4 separate regions of the Sus scrofa genome follow, and all the other regions are linked to region 1. The links are chromatin contacts, called in public HiChIP or PLAC-seq and promoter capture Hi-C maps. All regions are on one chromosome and are shown on one strand. The core of a region is the stretch at or near the end of the contact, and the rest is flanking DNA. Distances in the headings are between cores, read along the strand shown.

Region 1 (3,516 bases), core at 737-3,236:
AGAAATCAAGAAATCCTTGCTAAATGCAAACGACATTTTCACTGACACTTTATATTACCATTTTGGCTATTATCTTCTCTGTCCCCTGGTCCTAACCCATTAAGTTAAGCAAGTCTAAGTGTCATCCCTGGCCTCCCTCCCTTCCCCACTATAGCCAAATCATCACCAAGCCCTGTTGATTTTTAGCTACTAAATAGCTCCCATCCTTTCACTCCTCTTCCCCACTGCTATATCATCCTTGTCTCAGCCTGGGCCACCACAATAGCTTCCTAATCAGTATTCCATATTACTCTGCAACACACCATAACACCTTCTCTACTTGTACAAGTTAATATCTACACAACTACCAAGAAAACTTAGATTTTGTCACTGCACTGCTTATAATCCTATGACGGCTTTCACAACCTAGGAAAAAACAAATCCTTACACTGGTTTCTGGGCACTATATGGTCTGGCCCCTGCTAACCAGCCCTATTTTGGCTCCTTAATGCCAGCTCTATAGGACCTCTATGTGGTCCTCAAATTCCCCAGTCACTGTTTCCACAGTTTGCATGGGACCATGCAAAGGCTACTCCACTTTCCCCCTTACCAAAGTATTTCCAATTCATCCTTGACAGTTCAGCTTCAAATCACCTCCTAAAGGAAGCCTTCATAGAGTCCAAAGACCAGACTCTATGCTTTGAAAACACAACTCTGATGAATAAGCAGGTACTAATTAAGAAATGAAGAGTAGGAGGGTAGGGAATAAAAAAAATGACCCTATCTATTCTGATCACTTCTGTATCACCAGCACCTAATACTCAATAGCTGTTCAAATATTTTAAGGCCAACAGCAAACAACAACGAAAAAATTGTTCTAACCAATTAAAAAAATACATTCTGTTAAATCAATACTTTTATATAATCCCAAAGATGAGAAAGGGCCTGTCATTTATCACAGCGATTCCTTCTACAACACCTTTGGCAGATAGTCATCTGGTCTGAAACTGAGCTCTTCCAATGACAGAGAGCATTAACCAATAGTCCTCATATTGATGGAAAATCTGAAAAGCACTTCGAATCTGATGAAAGTGGAGGTATGGACCGCAGAATGTTAGACACTACAGAAGAGAACAGGACAGAATTTTTTTTAAAGGAGACTCTTCTAAAAAAGAAAGTTCAAAAGGTCTTGAAATGAAGAACATTAGAGAAAGGAAGCAAAAGACACGACCACACAAAGTATTTCTGGACATCCTATGCCTTACTCTCAGGTCTTAAATGTTTCTTGCACACAGTTTTGGGGACGAAAGCCAAATGCTCTGCATCAGCAACCTAGGGGTGATTCCTGAATTAGCCAAAGAACGAAGAAACTCGGACAGGAGAAAGGGGCACCTAGCAGTCACAGCCCCGACCTGGAACCGCGAACAGGGGCCCGGGGCTGTCTGTGCCCGTAATACCTGGAACTCGAGGGTGCACTTGGTGCCCTGCGTGATGTCCTCGTAGAAACACTGCTTGGCATTGTCGGGCAGCTCGAAGGTGATCTCAGACGCGCCGCCGGGCCCCGGCACCAGCAACAGCAGCAGCACGAGCAGCCTGTGGCCCCAACGGCCCGCGGCGGCCGCCCAGCGCTGCGCAGAGCCCAGTCTGGGCATCGTGAGGCGGCGGCGGCCTCAACCGAGCTGCGGGGGAGACGCGGGGTCAGGTCTGCACAGACTCACTGAGCGCGGCAGGCCTCAGCCCGGGAGGCACCGCGAAGACGCACAGCAGAGTTGCTCCGAGCCTCGGAGAGATTCGGGGTGAGAAGCGAGTCGCTGGGGCGGAGGAAGGTTGCTGAGGAACTGGGGCCTCGAGCCCAGAACGACCTGGGGAACAGAGATAAAGCCGGCAGACGAAAAGCGGAAAAGGCCCGAGATGGCTGTTAGTGCAGACTAGAACGGGGGTAAAGGGGCGGGGCCTGAGGCACCTGCTCTAGCGACCCGGATGTGCTCTCCCCCGCCGCCGGGAGACGCGGTGGAGTGCGTACGTGGAAGCTCGCGAGGCGTCAGCTCGGCCTCCCCCGCCTTCTGGGCCGAGGGGCGGGACCAGCGTGGTTAACGTGGCGGGGCGGGGCCAGGGCGGGGGGTGTGGCCGGCTGCTGCCGACGCTGGGCGGGCGGCTGGCAGTAGGAGCTACCCGCCTGCAGCTTCTTTTTCTGTGGGAGCTGAACGCTGGGGGAGCTCCGAGAGTGAAGAAGAGCTCATTCTGCCCTAAGGGGCTGATCGCCGGTGGTAGAGCGCTTTGCTTTGCGGTTCGCAGAGAGTTTTCTTACACATAATAACAAATTTGGGGGGAAGCAGTTTAGCAAGGAGCCTGAATTCTCGCTGGACTGCAGGAGTTCTAATCTCTACTCTATTTACTGTGACCTTGGACCCGTTGCTTAACCTCCCTGCTTCAGTCTTTGCATCTGTAGGATTATTACAAGGCTTCGATATTTGAAAAAAGTCCCTACAAGAGTGGTTGTCATGTGGTAAGCACTAGATAAGCTTTTGCGAGATGAAAAACATCTCTTGAGCGCTTATCATCACGCACTGTAGTAAACACAGATCCTTCAAACAACTCTATACGGTAGGTATTATTATGCCTATCTTAGTCGTGAGGAAATTCAGGATTAGAAAATTTTAATATAGTTGTCTGAGATTACACCACTGGTTTGTGCTTTAAAAATTATAGTGATATTAATAGTAGCTAACAGATGTTGATTTCTTAAATTATCCATTTTCTTCTGTATAGAACCACGAATTAGTTATTATATTTTTAAAAAATAAGTCATCATGGTGAGGCTCATGCCCTTTAAGAATGGCCAGCTGAGGGTAGGTAGATGGTTTTATGAGAAGGAAATGGAGGCACTGTAGGTAGGAGACCCGCAAGGAAGTGAGGGGGTGGTGGGAAGGCTAGCGCAGAGATGGACGTGTGTTGATGGGGGGGGCATGGAGGACTTCACTGGCCTGCTGTGTCCAGAGCTTCTACAGGGGAGGGGAGCCCCAAGGAGAAGGGATTTGGGGGAGACTGCATCTTCCTGAGAACTAGGCCAGAAAAAGAACTAGTGTGTGTCTTCGATTGGAAAGAAGACTGAATTTCAAAGTAGAATACCAGTTCTATTTTCTAACTCTTGACTTTTGCCAACTAACATTGCTCTTCAAAACCTCCTCTTCAGACATCAAATGGCAAACAAAGAATGAATGAATGAATAAGATTAAAACCCCGATGCAAAACAGTATACACTACCAGAGAGGCAAATTTTAAAAAATACAGTAATACCACATGTTGGTGAGTAAGCAGAGCAACGAGATCCCTCATACACTTCTGGTGAAAATGTAAATTGGCACAAAGACTTTGGAAAACAGTGTAGCTTTAATAAAGTAGGGGAGATATATATATATATATATATATATATATATATATGGCCTAGGAATTCCACTTTGCATATGCTTTAAAGTATATACTTTAGAGCAGTGGTTCTCAACGTGTGCCCCAAAGACCTCTGGGAGCCTGTGAACC
Region 2 (3,516 bases), core at 311-2,810, 240 kb after region 1:
TAGTGAGACTACCAGGTCTATAAATCCACCTATTGGTCATTTTCCCCATCCCTGAATGTAATTTGCATGGACAGGTGTCTGCAGGATAAAAGCTACTACAGAAAGGTTGACTTAAGTGGAAGCTTTGAAATTGTCCCCACACTCACAGCCAAGATATGTAAATAACAATATTGCATCTTGGGGAGAAGAGAGATATTAGTGCCACACTTAAAGACCTAAAAGATTTAAGAAGAGTGGATTCCATCACATACTCAATTAACTGACTAGTCTTCCCTAGAGGTGGATCCTGAAGGATGACAGTGGACTTCAGCAAACTTGAAGAAGTTGTAGCTCTAATTGTAGCTGTTGTACCAGATATGGTATCTTTCTTAGGGAAGATTAATGAGGCCTAAGTTAGCTGATATATGGCCAATGATCTGGTAAATGACTTCTTTTCCATCCTTGTTAGGTGGGAGGACCAGAAAACTCGTGATATGGGTATACAACAGTGTACTATGGATGTTAACTCACCTGCCCTCAGTGCATAATATAGTGAGAAAAGATCGGGATTATCTGAATATAATGTCACATTGGTCCACATATTTATGACATTATGTTACTTGAACTGAATGAACAAGGAGTTGTAAGCACATCGAAGGCCTTGGTAAGATAACATGCTCTCCAGGGTAAGATGAGCCCTGTGAAGTTTAAGGGACCTACCACATCAGTGAAGTTTGTAGGGATCTGATGATCTAGGATATGCCAAGGTAACCCTTTCAAAGTTAAAAAAAAAAAAAAAAAAAGTATTTCACAGCTTCCCCACTCAGGAGCAAACACAGTGTTTGGTAGGACTCTTCAGATTCTGAAGACAGCATACTTGATACTGGGAACCCTATTCCAGCCCATTTATAGAAATAGCTTCTAGCTTTGAGTGAGGCCTGGAACAGGAAAGGAAACTGCCAACAGGTCCAGCCTTGCGGTGCAAGTAATCCTTCCTCTTGGACCATAATCCTGACAGACCCAATGATATTAGAGCTGTCAGTGATGGCAAAAGATGCCATGTGCTATCTGTGACATCCCCCAGCTGGACAATTATAACATAAACCTCTTATTCACCTGCAATCAGACAGTGCCATCTGGAGTGGAAAATTATACATCATTTGAAAAATATCCCTGGTTAAGACAAGCATCTGATCATAGAAGTGACCATACATCCAGAACTGAGCTGGGAATCCATCAAACTCACAAAATCATAAAGTTAAGCAGACCCAGCAACAGTCTGTGGTAAGATGCAAGCAAGACATGGGACAGAATAGGGCAGAGTGTACAAATAAGCTGCACAAGTCCTGGCCCCGGTTTCATTTTCCACTGTTGACCAGTGCATCTCCTTTAGTTCCAGGAAAAGAGGGCTACACATGAGCCCAGCAGCATGAGTTCCTACTCATCTAGGCTCTTCAGATACTGCTTGTGCCAGGTGTTCTATCTACCAGTAACAGAGCCTTTGCTGAGTCCTTGATACAGCACCTTCCCTTGGAGAAGTGAAGCAGCCATGTGGTAACAAGTAACTTCCACTTTAGAAAGAGGGGTGAATTAATCTTGATAGAACTGACTCATATTCTGGGTATGGGCTTCCCTTTCCTGACTGCATGACCTCAGCCAACATTGCTATCGAAGGACTTTCAAAGAATTTGATCAACCTACATAGGAGCCCACCTAGCCTCACAAAGGACCAAGGAATCAATCTTAGGGCAAAGGAGGTGCTGCCGTGAATGCAGAACCATGAGATCAACTGATCTTGTTCTTTGCTGCCCAACTCAAGCTGCTGCACTGATAGGGCAATATAATGGTCTTTTAAAAGGGTACATCTGAGGCACCAGCTTGGGACTAAACCCTGCAAAGATGGGGCAACATTCTCCAGGATGTAATATATGCGCTTAATCCATAACCATTATATGGTGCTCTTTCCCCAACAGGTGGAGTGCAAGAGTCAAGCATCAAGGGGTAGAAGTAGGAGTCGCTGGACTTAAACCAGTCCCAGTGACCCACCAGGGGAATTTGTGCTTCCTGGCCTTACAACTCTAGGATCTGTGGTGTAGGGGTCTTGGATCCCAGAAATGTTTCCTCTAGGATGCAACAAGGGTTGTATTCACCTTTAATCTACAGCAGCCCCTCCATCCATTTCAGGATCCTCATATCAAAAGACCTTGTTGGCAAAGAAAAGAGTCCCCATCCTCCATTCCTCCACAACTCATTGACATCTGATCCAAAAAAAAATGTCTTTCAGAGCACCAAAAATAATAGCCATCATGACTTCTCTAGCAAAAATCACAGCTATTTTGGAGAAGGGTTTCATTAGGACTCTGTTGCTGGAGTTGCAGCTGCTGACTTAACACAGGTCACTCAGTGTAACTCCAAAACTGGACGTTTATATATATATATATAGTGTATGGTTGTGGAGAGGGAGAGAGAGAGCTTCACACTGAAGAGGAACCAACTATTGCAGGTAAAGAATAGATGAGGTTACCTCCGAGGCTATCTTACCACCCATGTAAGATCACAGAAATTGGAAAATATAATTTCTATGTCAGAATTACCTTCTGAAATAGGGTTGCTTGTTAAGAGTTCATAGGGAGTGATGTCAGCATCACAGTGATGGAAGATGTTCCTCTTGTCTTTCCTCCCCTTTTAAACTATTAATTAGGAGTTCCTGTCGTGGCGCAGTGGTTAACGAATCCGACTAGGAACCATGAGGTTGCGGGTTCGGTCCCTGCCCTTGCTCAGTGGGTTAACAATCCGGCGTTGCCGTGAGCTGTGGTGTAGGTTGCAGACGCGGCTCGGATCCCGCGTTGCTGTGGCTCTGGCGTAGGCCGGTGGCTACAGCTCCGATTCAACCCCTAGCCTGGGAACCTCCATATGCCACGGGAGCGGCCCAAGAAATAGCAACAACAACAACAACAACAAAAAGACAAAAGACAAAAAAAAAAAAAAAGGCATTAAGGAGGTTCCTGTTCCTGCTTCAGAACTTCAGCAGGAAGTCTACCCCCAAAGTTTTGGGATTATCCCACTTGAAAATCATTTCCCACCTACACTTCCCCCACCTCCCAACTTTCTGTGGAGGATCTTTATGAGTGCTTCATAGTTCAGAGTTGAGAGAGCAGGTCCAGCAATCCCAGTGCTCTTAGAAAAATGGACCAGGGACACATCACAAACCAGAGCTGTAGCGCCACCTTCTGGAAAACAAGAGATTTCCAGCAGTCGGCTGGGTGAGTTATAAGAAAAGATGTAAAATCTTAACAATTTTGTTACAAGAGGGAACAAGGAGAGTAGAGCAGGTCCACCTATTCAGAAACTGAGGAAAGCCCAGAAGTGGCAGCACCAATGATCACTGCCCCATCTGAAGGTAACCAATAAAGGTTTAAGGAGGTGTTTGCTACTTAAGATGGGGTTCGGGGGAAAAGCAATGCAAAAGTATAAGGAACGTGAAAATCCAATAGACTGCATCACCCCTAAAATAAATAATTAACCAACAACTGAGCT
Region 3 (3,516 bases), core at 702-3,201, 160 kb after region 1:
TCCCTCAGTTCAGTGGGGCTATCAATTGTCAGCTGCAACTGGGCATTCCAAGAAACTTAAGCTGAAAATAATGAGGTGTACTACTGAAGCAAAGGGGGAGAGTTAAGATGTTTAGAGAATGAAAAATATTTATTATAACTCTATTTTTTAACTTCTAAAGGTTACTTATTGGTGTATCTCAACTGTAGCTACACATCAGACCCAAATGGGGGAACATTTACAAGAACACAGATGTCTACATCAATTAAATCAGAATCTTCTGGAGGTAGCACCTTGACACCGATATGTTCAAAAGCTCCCCCTGGTGATCCTAATGTGCCATCACAACCAGCAAACTTCCTCACCTTCACTAATCTGAAAATTAAACCAAAGGTAGAACATATGAAATATTTAAGGTTTCATCAGAAAAGGTCCTCAAAAAACGACAATAATTTCAGGGTAGAAATTCAACAACTACAAATAAGTTTTATATCACAGAGCCTAAATGCTCCCAGGAACTAGAAAATGAAAATTTGATTTTTAATTGATGGCTAAAAAACATAAATTGTGCAGACTTAAGGAAACATTATACATAACTCCAGGCCATATCTGGGAGGTGGGTCATTACTTTTAGCCACTGTTTTACACAAAAGCCTTCACGGTCAAGTACATAGTAAGCTGTTGACTAAGACTGCTAGATACTAAGACAAACCCTTTGAAAGTCTGTTCCTGCTTATAGTAAACTGATAGGAAAAAGGGGTAACCACAATCTATAAAATTAAGGGGATTCATTTAAAGAAAGATTCTAGCAGTTAGCCACATAACTAATCATAGGTTTCTATTTCTCTACTGGTGCATCATGTGGAAATAACTGAACAGATTTCCACCAAATGTAGAGGCAGTGTGATTTAAAAAGGGGACCGTGCTAGGAGAGACAATTATCCTCCCTAGCAGCAGAAAGTGAGGTTGGATGAAAGGGCATGGGATCACTAAGCACAACGTAGGATACCTACACTTTAATAAGACTCTGGTCTGAGAAAGCCTGTCTCATGGCCAGGGTCAACCTCTTTCAACAGGGGATGTTGATTTCCTGCTTTTCTCAGCAACTCTACAGAGTGTCCCATTTAGGAATTTCTGTATTTTACAATGGTGAACTAATTCTCAAGAAATAAAGGCTGAAGACAGCTAGTTCAAGCAATGAAATGATTCATTTACAAGCGTTCCAAAAAGGTGTTTTGCTTTGTTCTGTTTATTTAAAAGAGTGATGCCTATGCCTTTAATTCTCTCTTAGCATTCTTCATACTGGGTAAATCTCCCGTTTTTGGTCCAATTCACACTAACTGATTAAAACACAGCAACCTAATCGGAAGGTGTGGATTTTAATTGATTTACCACTGACCATCCCTATCACCTAAAATCATTACTCAAATTATTAGGTTCCTCATTAAGCATCTGGAACTACTGAGGTCCCAATGAGCGCCCACCTTCCGATAGCTCACGGTCTGCCCGATTCAAAGGAAGATGCGAGCACAGCATACTAAATGCTGTGGCACTCATGTGCGTCCAGAGATAGCTTCCTGAAAGGCACTCAAGGCAAACGTCTTAAAAGCCGAAAAGTATACTTCCTCTCTCCTGCTCAAAAACCTCGTCTTGAGCCGGCCCTGGTCTGGAACCCGCCCTCCTCTAATTTTCATTAGCTGCCATCCCTACTTGAACTGTAAGGAAGGCTTAAGCTTCTCTGCCCAAAGTGAAACTTCTCGAAAATTACTTTTTTTCTTGGTGTCACCGGCAGGTTCTTCTGTTCCGGGGGAAACTGAAGCGGAAGAAGGGGGTTCCGGAGTGGCAGTTTCTGGGGAGACCTCCGTAGGTCCATCGCCCTCAGCAGCAGTTGCGGGCGGGAGCTGCAGCGCAGACTCCGGCTCCTCTGCCATCTTGCACCGAGAGAGGTGAGGGCGGAAGTGGTCGCTCCGCGCGCGTCGTGGGCGGGCTTTGAGCTGGTGAGAGTCGCTAGGAAGGCGCCGGAGTAGGCGGGTATCCAACCTACTACGAAAGTCAGTATTGCAGCCTGGTCCCCTATGTCCAACCTGCTGCAGTCTTCTGACCGTTGATAACGCAACTGCTTCCCCCAAGACAACAAATCTCCGGAAATGTTCGGTGAGCAACGGCCCCACGAGCTGCCGAATGCGCAAGCGCCGCTTTGCTAGGCGCTCCGGCCTGAAGCTGTTTCCGCTTCCCTCCGCGCTGGCCCCGCCCAGGCCCCGCCCCACCCAAGCCCCGCCCCGCAGCCTGGAGGCGCGCGCGCGCGCGCGCGTGCGGGAGGGGGCGGGTGGGGAAGGATCGCCAGAGAGATCCGAGGCGAGCCTCGCGCGCCCGCCCCCGCCCTGGCCCCCAGCTCCCACCCGGTGGGCCCGGCTCAGCCATGATCAAGGCGATCCTCATCTTTAATAACCACGGGAAGCCGCGGCTCTCCAAGTTCTACCAGCCCTACGTGAGTACCCTGCCGCCGCCAACCCGGGCGAGGGGGAGTCGTTGGCTGCCGGCTGCGCCCTCAGGGCGACCCCCTCAGGCGCGCCGCGGCCCTGCTCGCGCCCTGGCCGTCTCGCGCTCGCGGCTGTCAGCCTCCGGGTGGGTGTGAGCGAGGTGCCCACTTCCCGCCGCGCTCCCTTCCTCCGACGTGGCTCTGTCCAGGCGGCTCCTCCGCCCGTCTGTGGGCTGGGTGGTTTCCTGGCTGAATGGGCGAGGCTCTGGAGACTTCCCGGTGCTGGGCCGAAGCCGGTCTGGCATCCGCAGCCCACCTGCGCCGCGAGCCCACCCGGCGCTCTCGCCTTTCCGCTGCCCGCGGCTTGTGTTAGCCGCCCAGGGAGACCGAGCGGGGCCGGTTGCCTCGCAGCCCCACCTCCCTGAGTTCCAGCCTTTCCTGGTGGACTTCTTTCTCTTTTCCTGTGGGCTCATGGGCTACTGCTTTTCGCCGTAATCCTCTCGTCGCGCAGGAACTTTGGCTTCCTGCGTTGGAGACCTGCACGCTCTGTATAGTCTCTCCTGTTAGGCTGCCATACGTGATACACTGCCCACTGTGGCTTTCAGGTGTCTCCTTTTAAAGGAAAAAGATAAGTGAGGACTTAACGTTTTCCTGTGGCTGTTCCCCTTGGTGGCTACAATTTATTTACTCTTGGAATAACTGGCGACCATTGTATTTGACCGATTAGAACTGTGATTCTATATCTCAAAGTTAGAATTTCAGCGGCTGGTTTGGCATTTGTCTACGTAAGGGAATTTTCCCTAATTTATAGCTTTTCTGCTACTTACGAGAAGTAGTAATATTAAACTCTTTTAAACGGGTACATACTGTTGAAAAATGCAGAAGGTTTCAAGGTGATGACGATAAGTTATCATTGGTTGAGGGAGGGTCATAGACAGGTGTGCGTATCTGAGGGCAAAATCCACCACGAGGTAAAACATGAAATTGGACTCTGTGGTAGGAATAATGTAGAGATATACCTATGTGTGGTGTTGGGGCATTTTGCTTAGAGCCAAAAA
Region 4 (3,516 bases), core at 653-3,152, 140 kb after region 1:
CATCAAGTTTAGTGTTGGTTTAGACTGTGAGCTCTGGAACAATAAGGCTAATTTGTCTTTTTGCCGTTTCTTGGACCGCTCCTGGGGCAGATGGAAGTTCCCAGGCTAGGGGTCGAATCAGAGCTGTAGCTGCCAGCCTACGCCAGAGCCACAGCAACGCGGGATCTGAGCTGCATCTTCGACTTACACCACAGCTCACGGTAACACTGGATCCTTAACCCACTGAGCGAGGCCAGGGATCAAACCTGCAACCTCATGGTCCCGCCACAACGGGAACTCCCACAATAAGGCTAATTTGGATCTTGGAGCCACTAACTGACATTAGTTTCACCTTGAGGTAATCCAACCTTTTCATTGAGTACCATTCCTCACCTGTAAGATAGGGATAAGTATGGTACCTATCTCATAGAGCTGTTGTGAGGTTAATATATGTGTCAAGTGACTGGAAGAGTACTAGAGCCCCTAACAAGTCCTCAATTACTTGGAGCAAATGGCAAAATTAAACGAGACTCTGATAGCGTCACTGGCAGCCACAGAAGGATAGGAATCAAAGGAATTTCCTTGAGCCACTTGCAAGCGGAAAACAGGACCCTCAAGAGCTCACTTTCTAATTCAACTCCTCAAATTCAATTGAAACCACCCTTGCCCACAAAACTTTACCAAACCCACTTGCACATGTTGAGGTAAAGGGACTACAGAAACTGCTTTGAAGGAAAACGTCACCTTTCTTTATTCTGCTCTTTTCAACTAACTAGCCGCCTTTCCCAGCCCTCCACACAAACCACCAGTAAGCCCGTAAGTGCTGGCTGCGCTTTGGAAAAGAAGCCCTCACTCTTCAGGGTGACTAAGTTTTACTTATCGCCCCAGAGGACTGGAAGAGCGTTTCATTTTTACTTAATCTCCAAGCCAGGGCTGCAAGGAGTGGTCTCCTAGGGCATCTCACTCACGAACATCTGGGAAGCAGGGGCCTTCAATTTACATTCCAGACCCTCAGATCTGAGGATAAGGGAAAACCTATTGCTTGGGGCTGAAAAAGAAGTACTCCGTTTAATTCTCGAACCTGACAGTGGGTTTAAATAAACCCGCAGTCCGTGGTGGTGGTGGGGGTAGTCAAATTGGTTTGGGAGAGGGGGCAGCATAAACCAAACAACAGCAGCTGAAAACTCCAAGATGTTATTTTAACAAAAATTCCCTTTGGCAGAAGCCTGGTTGCAGGCGACCCAGGGAGCAGTGATGGAGAATTGGCGTCGGGTAAGTGTGTCCTGCACTGTCACCCCTTTCTCCCGGCGGCCGTTGGAGTTCTCTCCTGGGAGCCCCTCCAGTTGGTCCAGCCAGTCGGAGCCTGGGTGAGTCCGGCCGCCAGGATTTCTCCCAGCCATCTCCTCGATGTCCGAGAGGAGCAACGGCTCAAAAGGAGAGAATATTGCTCCTGGGGCCGGGGAGAGAGGAGGAGTTGCGGGGGGGGGGGGTTCGGGAGCCGCGAGTTGATCCGCGAGAACAGAACAGAAAACCCGCAGCCGCGCGATGGCCTTCCCTTCGGGAGCCCGCCGCCGTCTCCGGGCACTGGGACTCACCTTCTGCTCAACCGCGCCGGGGTGTGGGAAAGGCCCGAGGACGCGGGGAGGGTGGGCGCGTCGGGCATCTGGCAGCTGGCGCTCTCCGGGAGTCAAACCCCCACCCACCGCGCCCGCTGGGACTCCGAGTCACCGTAGGCCTGCGCCCGAGATCCTCACCTGTACTGGTCGAACTTGGCGTACATGGCCCACTCCGCGGGGTCGCTCTCATAGGCTTCCATGACTGCCTGCACCTCCTCCACGTTGACCTCTTCGCTGGCGAAGAGCTGGTGCAGTATGCGGATCAGATCCGCCAGGGTGCGTGGCTTGAGCACCTCGGTTTGCTCCATCCCTTGAGCAGCTGACGCGCGTCTAGCTGCTGGGCTGCGACGAACGAGCTGAGAGAACGAGGAGCTGGGAGGCGAGGGTCCCCTAGCTGCTAGCTATACAGTTGCACACAGACACAAAGCCCCCAAAGGCACGAGTGCCACAGCGTAAAGAAACCCTTGCCAAGATATCAAGAGGTACCCTGGCAGCTTGGCCGTGGCGGACCTCGGTACCCGCCAAGCATGCAAATCGGGACCAAACCTGCTAGGTTCAGCCTCCCTGGGCCCTTTTTAAGCTCTCGGAGTCGGCGGGAATGTACCAACGGCCCTCCGAGGGTGGGGAGAAGCTGGGAGCGACCTGATAAGGGTGGCAGAAGGGGGATAAAGCTTGCAAAAAAGGCCCATGCACACGGTCCCAGCTCTTTCGATACTCTGGCCATTGCTGAGCCCTTCTCTCCTGGGTTCCAGCCCTCGCGGTGGGCTTCGTGCAATCTTTCCCCCACCTTAGCAGGGCGCGTTTTGGAAGCCCATCCCAACCTCTGTCCACCCCACCCCACCCCCGCCGCCTCTCTCAGAGGCCCCTCTCCACCGCTGCGGTTCGCGACCCTAAGACGCCGACAAGAGGGGTTTGGAGAAGGGGGAACGAAGAGGAAGGAATTAGAAGGAAAGGGATCCTTCATACAAATGGAGCCGACGAGAGAACTGTGAAGTTTGCAAAGGTTGAGAATGGATTCCACTCCCAAGGATGAAGAGCTACTGTTTGGTCGGTTGAAATCATTGATAATATATTCAGAGGCTAGGTGAAAAAGTCCAAGTCTTTTTTAAAAATTTGAATGGGCTGTACTGAAACTAATTTGACAAGGGAGACGTGGGTCTAGAGCAAGACTAGTGAAACAAATAGAAGGCCACATATTCTTTTTGGTTTTTAAAATAAAACATTATCTTAAAAATAACATATTCAGTGAAAACACTGATGTTTCAAGTAATGGTTCAAAGAAATGCTGTAATTTGAGTTCTAATTATACTTCAATTCTAGGGGTGTGCTTGCAGGAGCCTCCTGGTAATACACAAGGAGGGCATTTCTATGTAGTGGACAGAACATAGCAGCAAGCTTTGGGAATAATACAAATTAAGCATGAATGAAAATAAGAAAAAAGGGAGAGAAGAAATGCTAGGATAGCTTCCTTCTTTCTTGTTATAAAAAGACTCTGGGTAAAGATCTAAGCTTTGGGAAGACTGACCTGTTTTTTCTAGACTTTGTTTCAATTTTCAAGATATGTATGTGTATAAACATGTATGTACATGAATTTACTTGTGCCACCTTAAGTCTTAAACATCCCTAGTTAAACTGATTACACTATAAGTACTCTAACGATGTTATTAGGAAGTAAAAATGACACCTCAATCACCATTGTTCAAAAAGGGCTATAGGCAGAAAGCACTCCAGAAGCCAAAGATGTGGTTAAATAAAGAATTATGGGACAAAGTAACTTGTGCCTTTTCATCGTTTATTCAAAAATTTTTTTTATCAGTGTTTTCTACTGAGTCTCTAAATCAGTTCATTTCAGTTTTTAATCCATGAATATTTGGAATGAACAAAATTAAATAAGCTTTATTTTTCTGCATTTCATACTAGA

The links. Promoter capture Hi-C pulls out the DNA fragments that hold promoters and counts their contacts. HiChIP or PLAC-seq counts read pairs in DNA pulled down with a chosen protein or histone mark.
Region 2: a contact with region 1 is called in an H3K27ac HiChIP or PLAC-seq map of alveolar macrophages, with 7 times the contacts expected there. The contact joins the enhancer-like site here to the promoter of TMED7 in region 1. A contact is called at or near these places in 3 of 5 promoter capture datasets (fetal liver, fetal skeletal muscle and liver), 23 of 47 Hi-C or Micro-C datasets (alveolar macrophages, blood, brain and 14 more) and 1 of 2 datasets of contacts at active chromatin or transcription factors (alveolar macrophages).
Region 3: a promoter capture Hi-C map of fetal liver shows a contact between it and region 1, with 4 times the contacts expected there. The contact joins the promoter of AP3S1 here to the promoter of TMED7 in region 1. A contact is called at or near these places in 4 of 5 promoter capture datasets (fetal liver, fetal skeletal muscle and liver), 23 of 47 Hi-C or Micro-C datasets (adipocytes, alveolar macrophages, blood and 12 more) and 2 of 2 datasets of contacts at active chromatin or transcription factors (alveolar macrophages and skeletal muscle).
Region 4: a promoter capture Hi-C map of liver shows a contact between it and region 1, with 5 times the contacts expected there. The contact joins the promoter of CDO1 here to the promoter of TMED7 in region 1. A contact is called at or near these places in 5 of 5 promoter capture datasets (fetal liver, fetal skeletal muscle, liver and 1 more), 24 of 47 Hi-C or Micro-C datasets (adipocytes, blood, brain and 11 more) and 2 of 2 datasets of contacts at active chromatin or transcription factors (alveolar macrophages and skeletal muscle).

What each region holds. Positions count from the first base shown.
Region 1 is chr2:119,802,420-119,805,935 of Sscrofa11.1, forward strand. TMED7 (transmembrane emp24 protein transport domain containing 7) reads right to left here and starts at 1,987. Exons shown (of 3, transcript NM_001202540.1): 1 at 1,437-1,987. The coding sequence starts at 1,631.
Region 2 is chr2:120,044,476-120,047,991 of Sscrofa11.1, forward strand. No RefSeq gene overlaps it. Among named protein-coding and RNA genes, the nearest start is that of LVRN, 71 kb to the right of the region's middle. Within about 2 kb of position 1,561, at least 2 of the 83 cell types and tissues checked have an H3K27ac peak or open chromatin away from gene starts, as enhancers often do. A contact at or near this core is called in alveolar macrophages, where this site is marked.
Region 3 is chr2:119,963,588-119,967,103 of Sscrofa11.1, forward strand. AP3S1 (AP-3 complex subunit sigma-1) reads left to right here and starts at 1,952. Exons shown (of 6, transcript XM_021084654.1): 1 at 1,952-2,467. The coding sequence starts at 2,399. It overlaps ATG12 (autophagy related 12), which reads right to left and starts at 2,115. Exons shown (of 4, transcript NM_001190282.1): 1 at 1,748-2,115. The coding sequence starts at 1,910.
Region 4 is chr2:119,938,523-119,942,038 of Sscrofa11.1, forward strand. CDO1 (cysteine dioxygenase type 1) reads right to left here and starts at 1,903. Exons shown (of 5, transcript NM_001167643.1): 1 at 1,734-1,903. The coding sequence starts at 1,903.